Regions from separate parts of the Mus musculus genome. Here region 2 is linked to region 1. The links are chromatin contacts, called in public Hi-C maps. All regions are on one chromosome and are shown on one strand. Each heading gives the region's core, a stretch centred on a gene start, on an enhancer-like site or on the middle of the called end of the contact. The rest is flanking DNA. Distances are from core to core; before and after follow the strand shown. Region 1 holds the start of Nuak2 (NUAK family, SNF1-like kinase, 2). Region 2 overlaps Cntn2 (contactin 2).

Evidence for each region. Hi-C and Micro-C count contacts between places; a contact is called where the count stands out from the background.
Region 2: a contact with region 1 is called in a Hi-C map of the G1E-ER4 cell line, with 2.0 times the contacts expected there. The contact joins the enhancer-like site here to the promoter of Nuak2 in region 1. A contact is called at or near these places in 7 of 39 promoter capture datasets (the 3T3-L1 cell line, embryonic stem cells, liver and 2 more), 10 of 484 Hi-C or Micro-C datasets (B cells, the Ba/F3 cell line, the G1E-ER4 cell line and 3 more), 2 of 115 datasets of contacts at active chromatin or transcription factors (acute myeloid leukemia and embryonic stem cells) and 3 of 9 other capture datasets (adipose tissue, embryonic stem cells and liver).

What each region holds. Positions count from the first base shown.
Region 1 is chr1:132,312,454-132,319,946 of GRCm38.p6, forward strand. Nuak2 (NUAK family, SNF1-like kinase, 2) reads left to right here and starts at 3,672. Exons shown (of 7, transcript NM_028778.4): 1 at 3,672-4,019. The coding sequence starts at 3,777.
Region 2 is chr1:132,517,251-132,524,743 of GRCm38.p6, forward strand. Cntn2 (contactin 2) reads right to left here. Exons shown (of 23, transcript NM_177129.5): 11 at 6,343-6,493; 12 at 6,108-6,235; 13 at 5,685-5,860; 14 at 5,083-5,203; 15 at 4,471-4,629; 16 at 3,889-4,038; 17 at 1,919-1,989; 18 at 1,412-1,646; 19 at 1,047-1,159. Among named protein-coding and RNA genes, the nearest start is that of Tmem81, 15 kb to the left of the region's middle. Within about 2 kb of position 2,666, at least 11 of the 459 cell types and tissues checked have an H3K27ac peak or open chromatin away from gene starts, as enhancers often do. A contact at or near this core is called in the G1E-ER4 cell line and liver, where this site is marked.

The DNA.
Region 1 (7,493 bases), core at 2,422-4,921:
TCTCTCTGTGGCTTAGCTTACTCATTGGCACAGTGGGCATAATCATATGGTAGTGTTCCTAGTGAGGAGTGAGTTCATCCGGACAGGCCAGCTAAGGCCAGCACAGGCTGTCACATTCCTTGTAGGACTTGCTAGAATTTTAGCTTGTACCTTTGTAGCTCCAGCTTGCTTGTATTTCCAGAATGCATTTGGGCCCCACAGGTGTTGTATGATCTGACCCATGACATGGAGATTATCATGATTATTTACCTCCAGCTATGCGACTTTCTAGCTGGTGACACTATGCCTAGGATGCTTAGAACTTAGGTCAGCGCAACAAACAGTAGATAGACATTGTAGTCAGTTTCAGCCATGACACAAGCCCTGTTATACTCAATTAGGCCAGAAGAGAGCAGCTTTGAGCCCTCAATTTCCTAGACTACAGGGTTTTAAGCCAGCTCCTTGGAGTCATACCTCCTTGGTTTGGAGAACCAGTTCTAACTGGCTGGTTCCTGTTCACACAATTCCATCAGCCCCTAAGAGGGCAAAGGTCCACATATCCAGGCCTTACTGTCCACCACAGAGTGGGGCTAAGAGCTGACCGAGGGCCATAACTCATCTGAGTTCTGGGAAAAGGCAATTTAATGACCCAGGTCTCTGGCTGGAGGTGGGTGGTGAGCTGGGTCCTGCATCTGCTCTTCTCCCAGAGGAAAAAATGAGATCTGCCCCAATAGTCCTGGGGAGTAGATACTCTTGTGTCCTAGAGACCCCTTATGGTTCTCGGATACACAGAAAACAAATGCATTAGCTCTCTCTGTTCTTTCTCCCTGCCTCTCCATGTCATGCCTAAGACTAATCTATGTCTCACCCACCACTTCAAAACCCAAGTGGCTTCCTCTGAGCACCCCCTGACCCCTGAACTCCTGAACCAGATAAGATCCAACTTTTCTGCCATATACCTGTACTTCACACCACTTTGAGAGGTCTCCCACTTTCTGTCCTAGATTATAGAGGAAGCTTATTTTGTTTTTATCTTCTTTATTTATCTTATTTCTCTTGTTAGGCAGAAAAATTCTCGAGAGTGGGGAACTAATTAGTAGTCATCCCCCTTAGATGTGCCTGATACCTGCCTTACCCATTCCCATCCCATTTCCCCCACTGCACATAATACTTGTCACAGCACATTCAGACTATGGAGTTCAGGAGTTCAGGAATGGATACTTATTCCCGGTGACTGCACAGAAGGCTCATTTTCCACAAGAGTCTTTAAATCCTTGGTTCCCAACCTGTGGGTCATGACCTCTTTAGAATTGCAGGGCCTTTTCTCAGAAGTCACATATCAGAGAGCCCCCGTATCAGATATTTACATTACAATTCATAACAGTAGCAAAATTGCAGTTATGAAGTAGCAACAAAGATAATTTTATGGTTGGGAGGTCACGACAATACAAGGAATTGCATTAAAGGGTCAAGGGATTAGGAAGGTTGAGAATCATTGGGCTAAGTAGTTGGTGACTGGGTGCAAGGGTTAGAAGAAGTGCTTCCTCCTAAGACTAGAGCGTGAGGCAGACAAACTGAATGAGGGTGACTCAGCTCAGCTTAAACGTCCTAACAAATCCTCCAAAGAGCTAAGCCCAATCTTTAAGTCACTGAGCCACATCCCAGGTCCTCCCTACACAGAATGAAAGTTAGTTCTGGCACTTGGTTGTTCTAATCAGTAGTTCTGTAAACAATTGTTGTTAATTTATTTCATATGTACAGCCTTATGCCAGTATGCATTTCTGTGCAGAAGATACATGCTTGATGTCGTTGGAGATCAGAAGAGGGGGCCAGAACCCCTGGTACTGGAGTTATGGCTCTTTGTGGGTCATCTTGTGGGTGCCGGGGATGAAATCCTGGTCCTTTGGAAGATCAGTCAGTGCCCTTACCTGCTGAGCCATCTCTCAGTTCTCTCCATGGTTCTGATGGCTCACTCCTCTGCCTGCAGGTCTGTTTGTTTGCCTCCTGTGTCCATCCATCCATCTGGTCTGTATGAATCCACTGTGCACCTTTATCTGTTCAGCAGTGCCCTGGGTATTGGGGGTGTTTAGGAATAGTGATAAATGTCTAGATTGAGTCTTAAAGGAAACCTTGGGCTCCTCTGAAAAAAAGTCTTCATCTTATGAGGAAATGTTGATACAGCTAGCTAACAGACATGGGTCTTCTAGTAAGCTTTAAAAGCCCTATCTTTAGAAAGCAACCCCAAACTATCCTCCTCTCATCTTGGCTAGGGGCTCCCTCCTCTTTTCATGTCAGTCAGGTCTAGAACCCAGGTCTCCCATCCCTGAGCCTGCTCCTCTGACACATGCTTTTCATTGTCCTACTCTGCCTGGACAGACCCCAGGAACTGACAGACAGGGCGCACAGAGAGCAGACTGGTTGAGCCTTTTCTATTTTCACAGACTACTCAGAGTGGAGAGGCAAGCTGGCAGAAGATAGGGCACTAAACTAGCTATACAGTTTCCATGGACCGTCCGAACTTAGAGAAGGCTGATTCCCGGTGGATGGTCTCTGGCTACAGAGAGCTCCAAGACAAGGAGATACCAGTTATTCCCTCTGAAAAGATTCAAAGGGCAAACAGAAGTAGGAAAATGGGCAGAGAGTAGTTTTTTTTTTAATTTGATAATTGAGGACGTAGTCCTCTTTGATCCTCTGCCAAGTCCTAAAGATACAGCTAGAGATGAGGTCCTGCAGATGAGGGAGGGATGCCTGCCCGGAATAGCTAGAATTAGGGAAGTCCTCTTGTCCTGTACTCTTTCCCTATAGGCCAGTATCTGAATTCCAGGCTTTCTTGCCAGCTGTGTGGCAGAAGTAAACTCACTTTCTACATCGGAAAGGGGGGTCTGGACATAGCCTTCCAGGCCCCTTAAATGCAGCCAAATCTTATGCCCAACCTCCTGCTCTTTTGAAAAAAAAAAAAAATCCACTGGGAGGAAACCCTGGGACCAAGACACTCCTTACAGATTTAGGAGCTCGTGGATGTAAGTCCTTGGAATGTGATGTGCTTTTTTCACAATTTATGGAGATCCACAAGGCCACCACATCTTGAGGGAATCCACGCAACCCTACAAAGTAAGGATTTCCCAGGCCTGTTGGATTCCAGAATCCAATTAAGGTTGGTGGAATCCAAGCAGAGTGAACATGGAGTCAGGACAGCTCTCTACCAGTGCTTAGCTGGCGTCAGTCTCCAACCCATTCCATCTCCCTATTCACTTTCTCCTTTATGGACCTCAAGAAGTTATCAAAAGGCTTTTCAGATTTTGAGCTTGGAAGAAACAATTTACTGCATGTGGAGAAATACTTCGGGACTTTCTAGTGCCCTTAGATTGTCCCTTGCCAACCGAGAACACAGCACAATAGCACAAGGTTGGCGTCATTCAGAGACTAAAGCAATTCAGAGAGCCTTCAATCCTAAAGACTGGCACTTCGGTATTAATTCGGCTCTGCCTCCATTCTCGCATTCCTGGGCCTCGGGTCCAAGTGGGCGGGGCCCCATTCACACCTTTCCGCGCCTAGCCAAGGGGAGGAACGGGGCAGGAGAGGGTGAACCAATGCGAGAGGTTTTGGTCACGAGCCGCCGGCAAGTCGGCCAATGGGACGCAGGGGCGTGGTCAGGACATTCCCCCTCGAAACGTTTTATAGCAATTCGGAACGCGGGGCTTTCTAGCGTGCTCGGGTGCGGCTGTGACCTCTGAGCCCGCGGCTCAGCGCGCGCTGCTACTGCTGCCCGACCCACTCCACCTCGCGGTCCCCGCACCATGGAGTCGGTGGCCTTACTCCAGCGCCCGAGCCAGGCTCCCTCGGCCTCCGCCCTGGCCTCGGAGAGCGCCCGGCCGCTGGCGGACGGGCTCATCAAGTCGCCTAAACCTCTGATGAAGAAGCAGGCGGTGAAGCGGCACCATCACAAACACAACCTGCGGCACCGCTACGAGTTCCTGGAGACGCTGGGCAAGGGCACCTACGGGAAGGTGAAGAAGGCACGAGAGAGCTCGGGGCGTCTGGTGAGTGTCCCTCGCGGCTCCCGGCTCTCGGGAGCTCACAGCGCGTCCCTTGCGGTGTCCTCGGCTGCGTTGCCAGGCGCGCGCATTTTAGATGTGTCTGTCCGTGGTTTTCAGGACAGTGCTCATCTGTCCTGAACCTTAGCTTCACTAGATGCCTGTAGTTTGAGAAGACGGAGCTTAACTTGAATTTTGACGGGAACAAACGTCAACAGAGTAGAATGGAAGGAGGAAGTTGAAAGCACCAGTTCTTAGTAGATGGATGAGGTGTGGAGATCTTTAACTCTGACTTGACACTTTGGGGCCTTTCCAGCCGAAATGAAGCTAAGTTTGGTTGGGATAGGTTTTTATTCTGGGAAATGTAAAAGCAGGCCCAAATGTCAGGTCCACTCCCAGCACTCCAGCCACATCTTTGGATGTGAGGCCTTTGGGGAACTTGCCCTTTTGATTTACGCATGTGTAATCGTAATAATAATCCGTAACTCTGAGCAAGTTCCTCCATCTCTGTTTTCTGTTTCCCCTTCTGCAAAAATAGAGAGAACACAGCCTGTCTCACAAGCTGCTTGGAAAAAATAAGATATAAATGTGAATGCACTTGAGCCCTGATCACAGATCCTGTGTTGAGAATGAATACTCCTATCTGGAAACCTCCCCTTGGAAGGACAGCAAATTTACCAAAAGTTACACAACAATGTTTCTTCCACTCTAGTTCAGTGGGCCTGAGTATTAGCTGGCTACTTGTTTAAAATGTGCAGTCTCTCATTTTCCACCAAGGGAACTATTTTATAAAAGGTCTATAATTCACATTTTCGCAAGGCTCAGAGCAGGTGGTTTAGGGAGAACATTTGGCAGGTCCAGTGGATGCTGTTTGTAAGGGGGTGTGTATGTACAGCCATCATTTGCCCTATTGACTATGGGAATGGTCCCCTCCCCTAATTGTTTGCTTTTGCAGCCAGTAGCTGGTTTGAAATTCAAGAAGTCATTTCATTGGTGAAGGAGAGTGGATGTTGGAGAAAGGAGTGGATTATAACCCCATCAATAGGAGCAAGTATGTTTTTCCTGCTAAGGCCTGGCACAGTCCCCAGTTGCCCGCTGCCAGGTTACAGTTATTGGGCAATCGTGTACTTCCGGGCTTTCTTTTCTTTCTCTTTCTATAAAGTGCCAGGGCCTCAGAGGCTTAAGCCTTGAGACTTCAGGGCCCAGGCTTTGTCTGGGGGCTTAGCTAGGAAATAGTGGCTAATAGTGGCTTGTGTGCTATGTCGCTTGTTGTAGGAAGAGTGGATTGAGGGAGCTAGAGTGTCTGAGAAACTGAGATCAAAGTTCAGAGTTCACATCAGCTCTTGATTGACACACACACAGAGAAAGAGAGACAGAGAAAGACAGAGAGAGAGAGACAGAGAGAGATCACATTTGATTTTGAAGTGAAGTAAATCAATGACTCTTGCATCAGAACAGAGAAAATCAAAAGGAGCTCTCAGGTTCCCATGTCTTGCTGCATGCAAGGAGCCAAGATCAGCAAATGTGGAGATCCTGCTCTGAAACTCCCCAGCAGGACCACCCAGGATTGCTGTTAAGAGTTTGCTTAGCCCCCCCCCCCCCCTTTCTTGGAAAGCAGCTCTCCGCTGTGCTAATGATTTCTCAATCCTGGAGCAGTGCCCTCATCTCCACCCACCCACCCCTACATCTTAACTGCTTTCCCTAAAGAGACCTATACTTCTGATACTTCAGTGGGGGAGAAGGACATGGCGCTGCTTAGGCCTTGCCCTGAGGAGCTGGGGCTGTTGGTGGTTCCCAGGAAAGCCTCCTGCTGCCAGGAATTTCTCACCACATTTGCAGCTTGCTTCCCATTCTCCTTATAGAGATAGTTAAGCAGGGTCCCATGGGATTATCTGAAGGGAGGGACAGGTGTGTGTGTGGGGGGGGGGGGGGACACACGGACTAATGGCTGCTCCAGGAGGGCATCAGAGGAAAAACAAATATTTGCTCTGGATCTCAGACACATTCCTGGTATCGAAATGACATTTCCTCCTGTGAGTCTCCTAGCTCCCCTGACCAACCCCTAAAGAGAAAAACACATGCCCGGGTCTCACCGAAGCCATTGGTCTGATCTGCATGGATGACTCAGTCACCACTAAGGGGGCCAGAAGGGCACCCATGTGGGTAGTTCTGTGGGGTCACATTGCTTCTGTTCCTTTTACATTTCCAATTGCTCAGTGGGCTACAGAAGATTGAGAAACGACGGAGACAAGCTGCTTCCTTCATTGGCAGATGAGGGAACTGAGGCCCAGAGAGGGGAAGTGACTTGTCTTCTGGCTGGGCAATGGCAGACCTGCAGCAAAACCTCCAGACTTGTCCACCATAAGCTTTGGATGACCAAGTGCTGAGTCTTGGTCTGGAAGTTAATTTTGAGATGAGCCCGGGCTTGCCTCTGAGTGCTTTGTCATCCCATCGGCTAGCTCCAGCTGCCCTCCCAGCACTGCAGGCAATGTTTAGAGTGGGAGACGGCACTGGGAACCCCCATTCTTTGCTGAAGGATCCTGGGTGCAGGAACGATACTATATTCCTGCAAAGTGTCCAATTGTGCTTCCTATTGCTTGCCGGATGCGTTACCTCTCTAGAGTCCCCTCTGTGTAAAATGCAGATTATAATGTAGTGGGTTTCCCTAGGATTAAATAAAATAATATCTGTAAAATCCTAGCAGTGTCTCAGACACATGTGGCTTATTGTCCCAGTAAGGGTGACTTTGACCTAGGGAACTCTCTTACCCTGGTCCTCTCCTGCCTCAATAAGAAGCATGGACTGGGCTCAGTCTTCTTGAGTTGAATCACTATGGTCTCTGCTTTGTTCAAAGCCCTCATCTCTCATTCAGCCAACTTCAGAGAAGGACTCCGGTTGGCCAGCCGCCAAAGGCTTGTTGGGCAAGATGCTGCCCTCCCAGCTCCTCCTGCACCTGCCTGCTCAGCAGCAGGGAGGGAGGCTGCAGGCGACTCTTGTCCTTGGGCTCCAGCCAAACCACACAAAAGGGCTGGGCAGAGAAGCTCCTTGCTCAGGAACCTGGCAGAGTGGGCTAGGAGGAGGCAGGGAGGAGGTGGCATTCGATGGGACTTGGGGAGATGGCTCAGGTTACCTGCACAGCTTCTTCCTGATTCCCGTCTGGCTCTTGGTAAGGTGGTACATCCCCGCTGCTCAGCCAGGACTGCCTAACCTAACCTCTCCTGCACTATCTAAGTGGGTCATCATCCAGCACCTTGCCTGCTTCCCATGAAAGGGCACAAACGAGTCAAGGATCTTGGCTGTGACCAGAGGTGCCCAACTTGGGCCATCTCTCCCAGCAACCAGAACTAGCATCTCTGCCCTCCCCACCCCCTTCCCTTCTTTTTCTTTCTAAAGCTTTCTGATCACTTGAATGCAGATCATTTCTAATCCGAGCTCTGGGAGAGAGGAGTTATTTACCCATGGAGCCTCAGTACCAACTAA
Region 2 (7,493 bases), core at 1,416-3,915, 200 kb after region 1:
CAAGGACGGTGTCCAGGATATGGGAGGAAAGAAGTAGGTGACTAGTGGGGAGATGAGCAGAGGTGAGAAAGGCCCAGGTTATTGCCATCTTTTGTTTGTTTGTTTGTTTGTTTGTTTGTTTGTTTTTCCAGACAGGATTTCTCTGTGTAGCACTGGCTGTCCCGGAACTCACTCTGTAGACCAGGCTGGCCTCGAACTCAGAAATCCACCTGCCTCTGCCTCCCAAGTGCTGAGATTAAAGGCGTGCGCCACCACTGCCTGGCGGTTATTGTCATCTTTAAGCCTTCTAAAGCTCCCCCCCCCCCATCACTTAGGCCATGCCCAGCAAGCTCATTCTAGTACCAATGGGGTGCCAGGGTCTACTGCAGACCTGTGGCTGCCTCTGCCTCCTACACTTCAGTCCCCGGAGGCTGGCTCTCAATGCAGTGTTCATCTCACTCACTCAGATGCTATCTTGGAGCATCTGCTGGGATACAAAGTGTATGTGTGTGCTTGTAACGTGCCCAGTATACACAACTCCAGTCACCAGCAGAATAGCAGACCTTAAATAGTCTTCAATCAAGGGCTAAGAGTGGAGCTAGCATCTCCCAGTGATCTGTCTAACCTATTGTGCAAATCTCAGGAGCCAACCCTGGGAGACACAGCCTGATAGTGGGCTCTCTCTCTCTCTCCCTCTCCCTCTCTCCCTCTCTCTCTCTCTCTCTCTTCCTCTCTCTCTCTCTTCCTCTCTCTCTCTCTCTCTCTCTCTCTCTCTCTCTCTCTCCCTCTCCCTCTCTCCCTCTCTCTCTCTCTCTTCCTCTCTCTCTCTCTCTCTCTCTCTCTCTCTCTCTCTCTCTCTCTCTCCTCTCTCTCTCTCTCTCTCTCTCTCTCTCTCTCTCTCTCTCTCTCTCTGACAATATTGGGCCTGGGTGTTTCGTCTTCCTTCCCTCTTGATCCCCTCACTGAGGAATTAGTGATCCTAGGGGAATGACTAGTAAGCTGTCAGATGTTGCCATCTACTCTGGAAAGCCTAGCCTTGCCTCTTTCCGGCCCCAGGGGACGCTCACCTCATATCCCAGGAGGATGCCGTTCATGTCTTGTAGCACAGGCTCCCAGCTTACGTTCATCTCTGAGGATGAGGAACCCTTGGCCCAGACCTTGGCAGGGGCCACCTTGGGCTCTAGGGAGAATAAATAAAGAATGGGCATATGTTGCCAAGCCACCTCTGCATCCCACAGAGTGACTGACCCTGACTAGGACTGTGCTGAGGATTTGGGGGGAAATCCCAGGGCCCAAGATGAAGCTTAGTGCGCAGGATGAAGCCCAGGGGACACCAAGTGCACCCCAGGCTTTCTTCTCCTCCCATGGTGTCCCCTCTCCTTCCCTGTGCCAGGGAGTGCAGGAGGGCCAGGCCCCAGGCCCCACAGCCTACCTTCCTCTGCTGAGTACACGATGGCAGTGAGGCTCTCGGGCCCATCCCCCCGGCGATTGTAGCTTCGGATCTTGACCTCAAAGGGTGTGTAGGGATGGATGCTATCGTTGCTGTAGACGAAGTACTGGGTATCAGCGCCGGGCACCCGGGCCGTCTGCCAACTGGAGCTGCCTTGCCTGCGGAAGGACAGCAGGTAGCCGAAGCCGTCTCCATTCTGGTACTCTCGTGACATGGGCTGAGGGCAAGAGCACGGTGTGGGCCAGGGGTCATGGGTGTGTGTCCCTACCCATCCATCGGACTCCACCCAGTCTTCACCCAGAGGAGTGACCCCGGGATGCCTGTGAGAGATGCAAGGGGAGGGAAGGAAGCTGCCAGCTTCCAAATGAGACTTCATCGGTCTTTTCTGTTGCTGCCACTTTGTCTGTAGACAAACTATGTCAGGAGGGAAAGGGGTGTGACTCCTGAGAGGCAAGGCACCTGCCTGCTTCTCTGTCCCTGTCCACTTACAGTCCAGTTGATGGTAAGCTCTCCAGGGGCTCCTCCCCCTCCACTGAGTCCAGATGGTGCCACAGAGGGGACTGTAAGGGGCAAGAAACACAAATGGGTCATGTTAATGGGCAGAAAGGGGGGAGCAATCCCCTAGCCTGTGCCTGGATCATCTTAGATGGGGTGTCCTAAGTTATTTTCCCATAGTCCTTCTGTGCATGACTGCAGAGTCAGGCTAGCCTGAGAACAATTCCCATCTTTGCTGTACTTCCTCTGCCTAGTCACTTAACCTTTCTGGGCCCTGCCTATACTCTCTAGAGGATGATGATGATGATGATATGATGATGATGATGATGATGATGATGATGTGTCTGTCAAGGTGAAAGTAGAAGAATTGAAATGAGAGGCCAGGCAGCACGGAATGGCTACTCTTATATGTCATCCTTACCCCTGTTGGCTTTAGCTAAACCAGAGACCAACTCCAGTTTGCTTCATTCAGCTGATGAGACTAAAGGATTTTGAATGCCAGTTAATGCAAACAACAACAAAACAATACATTTTGTTAGAGGGTATCCCAAGGTATTTCCCTGATTCTCTCTCTCCCCCTCTCCCTCTCCTTCCCTCTCTCCCCTCTCGATTTAATCTCCCGTCTTTGGTATTAAACAAGACTGAAAAACACAAAGATGGCTTCTGTCAGCTCACAGAGGGCCAGGGTTAAGACAGAAAGCCTGAGGTCCAGAGCAGTTAAGCAACTTGTCCAAAGTTCACACAGCTAACGCACCGCCCAGCTAGAACGTGATCTCTGCTCTTATGACTTTAAAGATCCTCGCTGTCCCTTTGCGCGTCTGTGCGCATCAGTTTCTGAGATGCTAGAATCCCTAAGAAGTTCGGTCAGAAAGCATGCCTTCTGGAGTTTCCTACTCAACACGGGTGCCAGATTAAAATGTTGTGTGGTTCCAGAACCTGGAGAGTCAGCCTGGAGCAGGTAGGAGACATGGAGGTAGACCCTCCACCACACGCAAGCACAGGTCTGGCTGGATAGGAGGGAGACAGGATTCTGACCACGATGCCGCTGTGTGGTCCCAGGCCCTCCGCTGGGAATGGTGAGAGCATAGCAGCTGCCTCTGGGCAGGTGAAGGCCATGCCTGAGCCCTTCCTGGTTCTCTCCTCACACTCTCCCCTGACTCTGACAAACGCTTTCACTGAGGGTCTCAGGCCTCCTGCTCCACAGATGCCAGTGAAACAGGGCCTGGAGTCTGGCTGCCTCTCCAGCCCCCTGCACAGTGAATGTGTGTCCACACCCACACGAGTGTACACATGCACACAGACACCTTCCTCATTAGCTGATTTCTGCAGTTTGTGGGCACTTAAAAACCCACTCAAGGTTCTTGTCCTAGGTTCAAGAGCAGGCTCTCACAGTGTGATCCTTGTTCAAATCAGCTCTTCTGGCTTTAAATACTAAGCCAAAACAATGACTATAGATCTGCCTGCAGGCGTGCTTTTCAGCAAGGGGTTTGGATCAGGCGCTTTGTCTAAGCAGCAGCTTGTCTCTAACTTTTCATCTTTCGCCTATTGACCAGAGAGCCGAGGCCTGGTAAGCAGATTGGAACTTTGTTTCTGCTTCCTCTGCTGGGGGTCCCTTGGCTGCCCCTCCCTCCCACCCTCTCTGATGCCCCCTCTGTTGGGGCTCCCCCTACTGGAGCTCCTCCCCCACACCGCTGGAGCTGCCCCCCAGAGCTCCCTCTGCTGGGGCTCCCTCTGCAGAAGCTTCCCCTCCTGAGGCTCCTCCCCCCACAATGCTGGAGCTCCTCCTCTAGAGCGCTCTCTGCTGGGGCTCCTCCCCCCACAGCGCTGGAGCTCTCCCCAGCCCCCCCCCCGCCCCCCCGCTCCCCCCCCCCCTGCTAGAGCCTAGAGCTCCCTCTGCTGGGGACTCCCTCTGCTGGGGACTCCCTCTGCTGGGGCTCCCTTTGCAGAGAACTCCAGACACTCACCTGCTTCCTTAGTGCGGATTCTGCTGGAGGGGCCGCTGGGCTCCCCAGTGCCCAAGATGTTGCTAGCTGAAACCCGAAACTCATAGTCCATCCAAGGCATGAGCCCCAGCACCTGGGCAGTTTCCGCGTTGCCCTCGATATTCACAGGATCTGCAAGGTCCCAGGCAGTCAGCGGCCAGCGGCCATTTATGATGGTGGCAGGTTCCGGACCCATGTGGCCATTTGTGTTCTGCCCTCAGCATGGTCCTACCGTTCGTTCGCTAAGCCCTCAATTACTCTTTGACTGAAAAGCTTGTCTGAAAAGCTAGTGAGCTCTGATGCCACAGGGCCTTTGCTCTTCCCTCCACGGATGTTGAGCATGCCGGCGTTCTCTAGCAACACAAGGCTGCTGCCTCCAGCTCTCCCTCTCCTTACCCTCCTGGCTATGAAGGTTTCCCTGCCTGCCTAGGTTCTCCCTGGAGGTAAGAGAACACACCTTAATTCTTTTCAAAGCCTTAGGGTCAGCCTTGACCCTTTGACCCCTGTCTTCTGCTGTGCACACAGTGGTTATTAAAACTGACCCACATGGTGCCTCATACTTACTGGTCCGAACCTGCTTCCATTTCCCTGAGGGTGGAGTCCGCGCTTGCAGGGTGTACTTGGCAATGGGGCTGTGATTGTCAAAGCCACGACTCCAGCTAAGCTGAACAGTAGTGTCTCCAATGTCTCTCACCACCACACCCCCAGGAGGACCTGGGGGACCTGTAAGAAGCAGAGCACCCTGGGTCAGAGGTGGACAGTTTGAGTCGGTTTTATCTAGCCTCAGCTTGGGCTGACTCAGTATCTAGATGGGGCATCAGAGGGCAGGAGAGATAGGGTGGGAGGCCAGAGGATGGGGGCAGAGGAGAAAGATGAGGAGCGAAGCATCTCAGACTTGGTGGCTCACAGAAGGGTGTACAAGTTTGCCCTGTACTGGACCTGGAACTCCTGGGCTCATGAGGTAAAGTCTTAGGGGTGTTTAGGGTACATTTTCTTTCTTGATCATGGCTTTGGAAGACATAGTCTACTCATTTAGGACCCACAAAGAACTACACAGGCACTAAACAGAAGTGTCCATCTCTCCAGCTTCTGTCAGCCTTCAGGGAGGGAAGAGAGGTGGGGAGAGTCGGAAAGCCTAGAGCCTCTCTGAGACCTGTGGTGGCTGACTCCCATTACCTCGGACCAGGACTGTGGCCTCCTTGGATGCACCATCCACCACTGTCTGGGCCATGCATGTGTATGTCCCTCCGTGGCGTAGCTGGGCATTCAGGATAGTCAGGTCCCCAATGGTCTCCTTCTGTGCACAGGGAACAGCAAGGAATGATGAGACAGGAGGAAGCCCTGACTAGTGTAATAGGCCACAAGACGAAATGGAGCCTAGATTCCCTGGCTGAATGGCATCCATGCTCTCTGTGCCTCAGTGTTCCTATCTGTTCAATGGGAAGAATGAGCTACTTGGTACCACTGGACATCAAAGCGTGCCACATAAGACAGTCTTCATGAGCCAAGTTAATGATGGCATTTGCACTAGGGGAGAGGGACAATAGTGGAGAGAATCTCCTGGGGTACTTGGAATGCTAAAGCTTGATTCTAACTTAGAAGGGTGGTCCTTGGGTGGATGCAGGAAAGGTGGCGGTGGGTCCTAGGGTGAGCTTTCTCGGCATGGCCTCGGGGGTTAGGGGAAACTTTGGAAAGCCTGAAGCTGGTAATGACTGAGGCCATCTCAAGTCCCCTGTCTTATCTGGAAGGAGGGAGAATTATGAGGCCTCAGGCCTTACCACACTGGCTCTCCGGTAGTGACCTCCAGGCTTATCAAAGTCAACAGGGAAGTCATCCAGGGTCCAGGTGAACGTGAGGTCCATAGTGGGGTCATGCGAGGCGTGGCACTGTAGGGTCAGGTTATCACCCACATTGATGTCAGCACTCGAAGGAGCTAGCGTGATCTTCGTTGCATCTACAAAGCAAAACAGCAACAACAAAACAAGGCTCTGTGAGGGAAAAAGCCCAGGAAGGAGAGAGGCTCTGGCCTGTACCCCTAGAAGAGATGCATATTCATGAGTGGTCAGATTCTGGAGGCTGGCCAGGGGTGGTCCCAAGAGAGACTGAGTTCTGACGTTGCCTTGAAAGCAGATGTATAGGAAGCCAAGAGCAGATGGTTGGCAGAACAGCATCCCAGCATCTGAACAGACCACAGTCCTTACCTCGCACAGACAGGATCCCGGTACTGTTGGCTTTGCCCATGAAGTTCTCAGCAAAGCAGGTATATTTGCCTTCATCCGATCGACTGATGTTTCTGATAATCAAGGTGCCGTCCAAAGTGACAGTCACTCTGCAGCAAGGACAGAAAAAGATCTAGTCAACTGAGGGACACACCGTGGCCATTGGAAGGGGACTGACCTCCAAGACGTCATCTCAGCGGTGGCACACAGAACCTACCTGGTACTGTTCCCCAGAATCTCAGTACCCTTGCTCCACAGTATTGTAGCTTTTGGAGCCGCACGGGGCTGGCACGGGATACTGATCTCTCCCCCTCGGGCTGCAGGGATCAGCCGCCTCACAGGGTTCTGCCTGAAGTCTGGGGCCAGAGCTGCAGGAGAGAGGGTGCTCAAACACTCACCCTCGAGATAGCCACCCGCCCACCTCAACTAAGATGTCACCTGGCTATGTGCTAAGCATCTGGCCTCTGGAGACCAACTTGTCAAGTGGCAGCAACATCTCTAGAACTCATCTACCCCTGTGTCATCACATCTGGCTCCACTCGTCCCTCTCACACGCTCCAACTGTCTGTCTTGCTTTCAACTTTTTCCCTTTTTCTTTTAAAGACTTCTTTTATTTTTACTTTACACACACACACACACACACACACACACACACACATATATATATATATGAATGTTTTGCCTGCTTGTATGTCTGGGTACCACTTGCATGCAGTGCCTAAGGCGGCCAGAAGAGGGCGTATGAGTCTCTGGAACTGGAATTAGAGGTAGTTGTGAGCCACCCTGTGGGTACTGGGGATGGAACCTGGGTCTGCTGTGTAAGAGCAGCCAGTCCTCTTAACTGATGAGTCATCTTTCCACCTCCACGCCCCATAGCTTTCCTTTTAACCCCCTGAATGCCAAGTCTTACCTGCCTTTGGATCATTGTGTCTGCATGCATATTACCTGAAACTTCCCCAGATATTTACAAGTCTGTCTCCCTCAGGTCACAGTCTAAACGTGACTTCCTCAGAGTCTTTCCTGACCACCCCATCTAACCTGCTCACCTGGGTACCACTGCTGTCCTTGGTATTTTTTTAACCATACTTTTAGGGTTCTCTGGAATAAATTCTAAGTTTGTTCCTCTCCCTTTTCTTGTACAGTACTTTAAGTATTTAAGTACTACTGTATTTGCTCCTCATGAGATGCTTTGTAAGTTATTGGTTGAATAATTGAATGAAAGGAAGAGTCTTGGGGCTGGAGAGATGGCTCAGTAAGTCAGAGCATGGACCTGAGTTTAATTTCCAGTGCCCAGTGGCTCACAACCATCTGTAACTCCAGTTTCAGGAGAATCTACACTTTCTTTTGACTTCTGTAACATGTGATACA